Regions from separate parts of the Sus scrofa genome. Here regions 1 and 2 are each linked to region 3. The links are chromatin contacts, called in public HiChIP or PLAC-seq maps. All regions are on one chromosome and are shown on one strand. The core of a region is the stretch at or near the end of the contact, and the rest is flanking DNA. Distances in the headings are between cores, read along the strand shown.

Region 1 (2,700 bases), core at 158-2,657, 140 kb after region 3:
AATCCTTCAGAGCCTTCCTGTTCTAGAGTTTTGCAAGAAGGTGGGAGGCGTGTTTGTAGGCTGGGCAGGCTTCCCAGGGGTGATTGTGGAAAGGAAGGGGAGTGATTTTGTAGGGCCCTAAAAAGAAGCCAGGAAGAAGAGGAAAAAAATAAAACCCCGTTGAAAAGAAAACAAATTGACTCAGGCATTTTCTGGCATTATCTTTCGTCTAGACTTGGACATCGGCGCTCAGGCCAGAAGTCTGGAAATGTCCATTTTCTTCTTGCTGTGTAACTGACCTTCCTAAGGACTCAAGACACATCCTTACCGCAGGCCTGCAGCCACATACCAAAACCAGCCCAGCCATGTCCCAAATAATGTTTTCCTCTATCTGTACCGTTCTTTCCTTTCTTCAAGAGGTACCCAGGCAATAAAAACAAATCGTAAGAACATTTGATAGAAGTGCATGGGTTTATTTGCACAACCTTGTCTCATTCACCCTTTGCAGCAGCCGAGAAAGACAGACGGGCAGGCCGGAGGTCATCCTCCCAACATGACCGGAGAGGAACTAAAGCTCAGAGCAAGGCCTGTCTGCGATCTCACAGCTCGTTGTTGGCAGAGCTGGCACCAGACCCCTGTCGTGTGCCGGAGGTCCGCGCACTGCGAGGTGGAATTGCAGCCTCCCTGAGTCCCCCCCACCCCGGCCACGCATTCTTGCTTTTGTTTAGTTGCCCCTCCCACTGCCTTGCTGCGATCATGGGATGGCCCTCTGCGCAGTGGGGTGGGAGGAGGCATAGGCACCTGAAGGTAGAAGTGGAGACTGTCCCTTGCTCCGTGTACTTGAGCAAGGGCTTGGTATTTACTGAGCATCCAGCTTTCTCTTCAGAGAGGGAAGAAAAACTAAAGGTCAGGTGTATTTAACCGGATGACTGTCAGTCTCTTGCATATACTTCACATTGCAAAGGGCTTATGCACGCGCGTGTGTTAATTCACGTTATCATGTGTCACTCAGTTAAAATATCAAAGTCAGTGTTTTTTAGTATATTCACAGGGTTGTGCAGCCACCATCACAATCTAATTTGGGAACATCTTTATGACCCCACAAAGAAACCATATACCCGTCAGCAGTCACTTCCCATGCCCCATCCTTATCCCAGCCAAAAGTAACCACTAATCTACTTTCTGTCTCTCTGTATTTCCTAATTCCAGGCATTTCATAGACATGGAGTCTGGCTTCTTTTCACTTCACATAGTGCTTTCCAGGCCTATACATGTTGTAAAAGGTATTTGTACTTTCTTCTTCTTAGTGCTGAATAGTATTCCACCGTACAATAAGCCACATTTTATTTGTCAGTCAGCCTACCGGCGTTTGGATTATTTCCTCTTTCAGCTCTTGTGAGTAGTGCTGCTGTGAACATTCATACACAAGTTGTTGTGTGGACATATGTTTTCAGTTCTCCTGGGTGTAGACCTACCAATGGAATTGCTGGGTCATATGGTGACTCTGCGTTTAACTTTTTGAGAAACTATCAAACCGCGCATGTGCTTATAAATACACTGAGATATGTTGCCCATATCATGAAATTCACCCATTTAAAGTATGCAGTTCAGTGGGTTTAGTATTTCCCACGGTTGTGCAACCATCACCAGAGTCTACTTTTAGAAAATTTTCATCAGCCCCCCAAAGAAACCCTTTACCCATTGCTGTCACTGTCCACTCCTGCTCCCCCAGGTCTCCAGGCAGCCGTGAGTCCACTTGCTGTCTTTATAGGTTTTCCTATTCTAAATCTTTTACATAAATAAAGTCACGTGATCCATAGTGTTTATCACTATTTTTTTTTTCACTTAGCACAGTGTTTTGAAGATTCATTCATGGTGTAATATGTATTAGTATTTCATTCACCTCTACGGCTGATTAATGTTACTCTGCTGTATGAATATATCACATTTGTTTATCCAGTCTCTACCTCTTTCATCTCACGGCATTCTCCCTGTATGTCTCTGTCTCTGTTTTCTCTTCTTATGAGGACACCAGTCGTTGGATGGGGGCCTGTGATGATGCAGTGCGACCTCATTTTAACTAATGACATCTGCAAAGACTCTTTTCAAATAAGGTCGTATTCTGAGGTTCCATGTGTTTAGGGGGGATACTCTTCGACCCAGTAAATCTACCAAGGAGTAATCACACGAACTCACATAGAAATCTTTTAAAGTTGCAAGCTGAAGTAGGATTTTGGCAAGGTTTAGTGCCAAAACAGCTTTGAAAGAACTTGTCTGGGGCTACAGACTGTTAGAGAACTGACCGGTTTCCTAGACATGGCTTTATGTCAGAAGGGTGGAATGCCAAGTGTCTGTGAGCCCAGCTCATCCCAACCCTTACTTCATCTTATTAACAACCCTTGAAAACCTCTCTGATTTTGACCACAAGAAACATGCGTGTGTGGATTTTTGAGCGAGGGAAAATTCTTTGATTCATTCAACAAATATGTATTGAATACCCACCCTGTCCTGGGACTGTTCTAACTACCGGGGACACAGAAGTGACTAGAACACAGAAGTGGCTAGAACTCTGAGTGCCTACAATATACAGCATTTTCTCCACCCTTTCTGCATTTCACCCCTACAACCAGCCTATGTCCGTTTGTAAATAAGGAAACTGAGACTTCTCCAGCTCTGTGAGTAAACAGACTGGGTCACAGATTTGATTCCATGGCCTGAGCC
Region 2 (2,700 bases), core at 186-2,685, 150 kb before region 3:
CTTTATAGTACTTCACTGTCATATATGTTATTTTGTTGGTGTTTTTAATAATGTTATTAGACTCTTAGAGTTTCTAAAAGGAGTAATTCACCTTAAGTGATTACTTAAGCTTTAGGTATTCCAAGCAGGAAGAGAAATAGCATTTATTGAATACCAAGTGCATTTCAGGCACCATGTCAAATTCCTTTGTTTATATTATATAATCTTTTCAGCAACCCTTTGCAATAGGAATTAGTTTGCCTTTACAAGGGCAGAAACTATGTGTCTCTTGTACATTATTATATAATATCTGGCATGTGATAGTTGCTTTATAAATATTTGTTGAATGAATTATCTGTGTTTTTTTCTTTCTTTTTTTTTTTTCTTTTGGCCTCCCGTGGCTTATGGCTTATGGCATTCCCTGGCCAGGGATCAGATCCAAGACTCCAGATCCTTAACCCACTGTGCTGGGCCAGGAATTGAACCTGTGCTCCAGAGCTCCCAGGATGCCACCAATCCCATTGCACCACAGCAGGAACGCCTCTTTTTTTTTTTTTTTTTTTTTTAATGTTAGGAAACTAGGCCCAGGTAGAATTTATCAAAAGCCACACAGTAAAATACGGAGTTGCAGTTTAAACAAGATCTATTAGGCTGTAAAGTAAATGCCATTTGTCACACTCTAATGACTCCTGAAGTTGGGCTTTTGAGAAAAGATAGCAGAACCTTGAGTAAAGTTCTGAGATTAAAGAAGACTTTTTATTAGGTACAGACAACTGTTGAGAACACTAAAGTGTCCTTACCGTTTCTCTTTGACCATTCTTCCAAGACAACCTTTTATTTTCCTGCGGGAAGAGAATAACAACATTTACTGATGACTTACTGTTGGCAAGAACTACGGGTTGAGTACTGCTCTTTTTTGTGTAAATAACCTGTTAATAATACTTAGCTTATTTTTATTAAATATTGTACAGATGTAAATATTGTACAGATGTAAAATAAGCTATGTAGGTAGTGTAAAGCATACACATGGTCCCACTAAACTTAAGAATAAACTTAAGAAATATGCAATTATTAGTACTTTTTATCCCCCACTTTGTGCCCCCTGCATTCCATCTTCCCACCCTCTTTCCACTATGCTGATTTTGTGTTTTGTTATATCCATACTTTAAAAAAAATAGTTTCACCACATGGATGTCGCCCTAGGCGAAATACTGTTTTGGTTTACATGGGTCTCAACTTACACCAATGGAATCATCATCTTTTTCTGTAATGAGCTCCCCCCCCCCCGCCATGATTTCAATTAAATCAGAATCTCTGGGATGTAGGACTCAAGAATTCGTATTTTTTAAGGCTCTCTCAGTGGTTTCAGTATGCCTTCAAGGGTCATACAGAACAGTGGAAGTGCATGTTCATAGCTTCCACTTTGTTAGAAGATCCTGATTTTTAAAAAGGAATACTGAATTTTAAACTCCCACCAGCAGGGTGTGCTGTTCCACGCCTTACCAGTACCCAATATTTCCAGTCTTAAAATTTTGCCAACCTCATGGATGTAAAAGGGTTTTTGTTGGTTTTGGTTTTGGGGTTTTTTTTGTTTGTTTTTTTTGTTTTTGTTTTTTTTTTTTTTTTTTGCTTATTAGGGCTGCACGTGCAGCATATGGAGGTTCCCAGCCAGCAGTCGAATCAGAGGCGTAACTCCTGGCCTGTGCCACAGCCACAGCAACACCAGATCCAAGCCACGTCTGTAACCTGCACCATAACTCAGTGGCAATGCCAGATCCTTAACCCACTGAGCGAGGCCAGGGATCCTAAAATGGGTTTTTGATGTGATTTTATTTATTTAATTTTTTTTGAAGTGATTTTAATTTGCTTTTCCCTGGTAAGCTGTGATTGATCATTTTTTCTTACAGTTATTGGCCACTCATTTCCTCTTCTATATTTTCTGTTGTGTTGTCTTTTCATATCGGTGTTTTTGCATCCTTGGCTATCAATCTTTTGTTGAGTGTATGTTGCAGATGTTTTCTCTCAGCTTGTGGCTTGCCTTTTCTCTTTTATAATACAGAGATTAATTTAAATTTTAAATTAGAATTCTTAATTTAGTCAAATTTCAGTCTTTTTTTGATGTTTTGTGCTTTTGTATCTTGTTTAAGAAATCCCTTCTGTATTATGTACTAAAAGTTTTATAGTTTATACTTTACACATGTCTTTAATTTCTGGAATTTAATTTTGGATATGATGCAAAAGTCCAATTTTTTTCCAAAATGGATACCTAATTATTTAAGTACTATTTATTGAATAGTTCATTTTTCTTCCTGTGATTGCAGTTGCCAGCTCTGTCATAAATCAAGTTTCCATATATGTGTGTATCTTATTTCTGTGTGCTCTATTATCTTCCATTAGTTTTTCAGAATATCCCTGTGCCAGTGCCTCACTCAATTGCTATAGCTCTTTGCTAAGTCTTCATAGGCAGTAAAGCAAATCCTGCCACCTGATTTAAAGAATTTCCTGATCCTTTTCTCTTCATACAAACTTACAGATCATTTTGACAAGCTCCAAAAACCTCTGTTTGCTCTTTAATTGGAATAGCATTGATTCAGTAGATCGGTTTGGAAAAACTGATATCTTTGTGGTATTAAGTGTTACTATCACTGGACGTGGTCTATTCATATGTTTAGGAGTTCCTTAATATTTTTCAATACAAGTTAATTTTCTAAAGATTGCACA
Region 3 (2,700 bases), core at 62-2,561:
GGGTTAAGGACCCGGCGTTGCCGTGCACTTTGGTGTAGGTTGCTCTGATCCCGCGTTGCTGTGGCTCTGGCGTAGGCCAGCGGCTACAGCAACACAGGTCCCCCAACCCACCGAGCTAGGCCAGGGATGGAACCTGTATCCTCATGAATTCATCGGTTTCGTTACTGCTGAGCCATAATGTGAACTCCTGGCCATTTTTTAAAGCCGCTGTAAAACATCTTAACTTTTCAGGATAAACAATCTCCTTTGACTCTTTTCAAAGTTCAACTTGCTAAGTCAGAAAGAGAAAGACAAATACCTATGATTTCACTTATATCTGGTACCTAATATATGGCACAAATGAACCTTTCCACAGAAAAGAAAATCATGGACATGGAGAACGGACTTGTGTTTGCCGAGGGGGGTTGGTGGGATGGATTGGGAATTTGGGTGAGTAGATAAAACTGTTGCCTTTGTAGTGAATAAGCAATGGGATCCTGCTGTATGGCAGTAGGAACTCTATCTAGTCACTTATGATGGAGCATGATAATGTGAGAAAAAGAATGTATACATGTATGTGTGACTGGGTCCCCTTGCTGTACAGTAGGAAATTGACAGAACACTGAAAACCAACTATAATTGAAAAAATAAAAATCATTATAAAAAAAAAGTTCGGCTTCCTAATCAGAGCCCTTTGAGTAAACATTTCATTCTCCAGAGTTCTGCCCACTGGCCATTCTCCACCCCTAAATCTTGTTCAGTCAGGGCAGGGTTGGTTGGTTGGTTTGTATGTTTGCTTTTATATCATTTAGCTCAAAATCCTTAGCAGCCTAGAACCATGTCGCAAATAATTGATGCTTAATGCCTGTTACTGACAGCTTAATAAGAAAGCTTACTTTGTGGGAGTCAGAGCGAAGAGGCCAACTGTGTGGCCATCCCCGTTGATGTCTGTGCTGTGTCTGCTTCACTGTCTTGTCTGGAACATATGCTGGAATTGTCCACTGAGGTGTATCTAGTACTGTCTGTCCTTTGGGAGTCATGTACAGGAACCCACCATGGCAGTTGTGGTCGTCTGTCTCAAAGTCCCTGAGCACAGAGAACTCTCTGCTCCAACGGCACACCTCTGCTGGTCTCCCAGTCTCTTAGCAACAACTAGATGCCCTGCATGCCATGCTCAGGCTTTAGGAAACGAGCAGGGCTGCCCCAGCTCATCTTTCTGACCTTCTCCTGCTGCTGCAGGCAAGGCCTTGCTCGCATACCATGTATTGGCACAGGGCTGAAGATTGAACCTCAGTGACCTGAAGGCCACCCCATGTTATGTATGGAAACTGGAGTCTCAGTATTTCTGAAGCGCCATTGCTCCCTGAGTTCGAGAAGGAATGTGTATGTGAAGGGGACTCTGTCCTTGTTGACCTGTTCTACCCCCTTCCTCCCTCTTAAGGCCAGACGAGGCGGGCTTCTCTTTGACTTCCGCTTCCATGGCTGAGGCTTCTCCTCTATCACATCCTCCTTTCCAAGCCAAGCTTCGCTGCGAAGAAGGAGGCGCTTTATAGATGGAGCACGTGAAAAGAAACTGCTCTGTCAACAGGGGAACACAAATTAGGAAGCATTTCAAAAATAGGTTAACAGTTATTCTCCCTTATATCGATGCCCAAGTAAAATGACCTCAGCTCGTTAGACCAGCTTCCTTCTACCAGACGTATTTTCACAGCTCCGCTACCTCAGGGGCGCTTGGAGAGTCCGTCTCTGGAAGGCGTGAGTGCATTGTCAGCACTCTTTAAGTGCTGCCCTGTCCTTGTTGCTGACTATAAAAAAGTGAATCCTTGAGTGTCAGCTTTCTCTTCAGTCGAATTGAGATTTGGTGCTGGTCTTCTGATTGACAGCTGTCACAAGTTTAGCACGACTGTTAAATGAAAGCTTCGACCATATGCATGGAAACCAGTTTCCCGTCCCATTCTTCCTGAAGGTTCCTAACACTGTTTCCAGAGGACCTGGGGAGCTTTAAAAAATACAGATGCCAACCTGCTATGGTCTAAATAGATCAGAACCTCTGACGGATGGGGCCCAGGGATATGTGTAAAAAGTTAATTCATGTGATTTGTGCACCCCCTGATTAAAAACCTCTGCAAAGAAAAAGGCTGAATATGCAAATACATTGTAGTGTGCTGGGAGCAAGTCCTTTGGTGAGACTGTCTGAGGCTTTTGTTTAAGTTGGACTTGACCGAGTTAGAAGTCTCTTTATTTATAGCTTGCTGTTGTGGGCTCCAAGGTAATAGCCTTGCCAAGCCCTGTTTCTCATCCAAGCCCTTTGTAAGCTGAGGGGACAGATGCGCAATGCCTCCTTGCTTGCATGCACGTCCTGATCAGGGTTTTCTATGAACTGGATTTGTGGTCACTGAGCCTTGAGCCAGCAAGTGCTATATGCTCTTTTGTTATTGCACTTGACGTGCATGGTGCTAAATGTAAACTGTCTGTCTAAAGCTGCCTGATCCTAAATTGATGAATCTGTGTCATGGTGGATACAAAGGGATCTATATTATCCCGAAGAGAACAAAATGGCATTATCTTATCCTTGTAGGAAGTTATTGTGCAATGAATGCTTAAAATGTCTGCCAGGTGCAAGGACCTGTGCCAGGCAGGGTGAGGGATGAGTAGTTTAACAGGAATAATATGAAAGGGATAGTATCAGAAACCCCTGAGGATTTGGGTCAAAGGGGCTTC

What was found. HiChIP or PLAC-seq counts read pairs in DNA pulled down with a chosen protein or histone mark.
Region 1: an H3K27ac HiChIP or PLAC-seq map of alveolar macrophages shows a contact between it and region 3. The contact joins two enhancer-like sites. A contact is called at or near these places in 6 of 47 Hi-C or Micro-C datasets (blood, embryonic fibroblasts, heart right ventricle and 3 more) and 2 of 2 datasets of contacts at active chromatin or transcription factors (alveolar macrophages and skeletal muscle).
Region 2: an H3K27ac HiChIP or PLAC-seq map of alveolar macrophages shows a contact between it and region 3. The contact joins two enhancer-like sites. A contact is called at or near these places in 1 of 5 promoter capture datasets (liver), 10 of 47 Hi-C or Micro-C datasets (alveolar macrophages, blood, embryonic fibroblasts and 5 more) and 2 of 2 datasets of contacts at active chromatin or transcription factors (alveolar macrophages and skeletal muscle).

What each region holds. Positions count from the first base shown.
Region 1 is chr9:12,694,513-12,697,212 of Sscrofa11.1, reverse strand. All of the region lies in intron 2 of GAB2 (GRB2-associated-binding protein 2), which reads left to right. LOC110255406 (a long non-coding RNA gene) reads left to right here. Exons shown (of 2, transcript XR_002335550.1): 2 at 213-433. Among named protein-coding and RNA genes, the nearest start is that of USP35, 110 kb to the right of the region's middle. Within about 2 kb of position 1,407, at least 13 of the 83 cell types and tissues checked have an H3K27ac peak or open chromatin away from gene starts, as enhancers often do. A contact at or near this core is called in alveolar macrophages, where this site is marked.
Region 2 is chr9:12,986,061-12,988,760 of Sscrofa11.1, reverse strand. The region is part of intron 5 of NARS2 (probable asparagine--tRNA ligase, mitochondrial); the gene reads left to right. Among named protein-coding and RNA genes, the nearest start is that of NARS2, 23 kb to the left of the region's middle. Within about 2 kb of position 1,435, at least 5 of the 83 cell types and tissues checked have an H3K27ac peak or open chromatin away from gene starts, as enhancers often do. A contact at or near this core is called in alveolar macrophages, where this site is marked.
Region 3 is chr9:12,833,517-12,836,216 of Sscrofa11.1, reverse strand. All of the region lies in intron 1 of GAB2 (GRB2-associated-binding protein 2), which reads left to right. Among named protein-coding and RNA genes, the nearest start is that of GAB2, 17 kb to the left of the region's middle. Within about 2 kb of position 1,311, at least 10 of the 83 cell types and tissues checked have an H3K27ac peak or open chromatin away from gene starts, as enhancers often do. A contact at or near this core is called in alveolar macrophages, where this site is marked.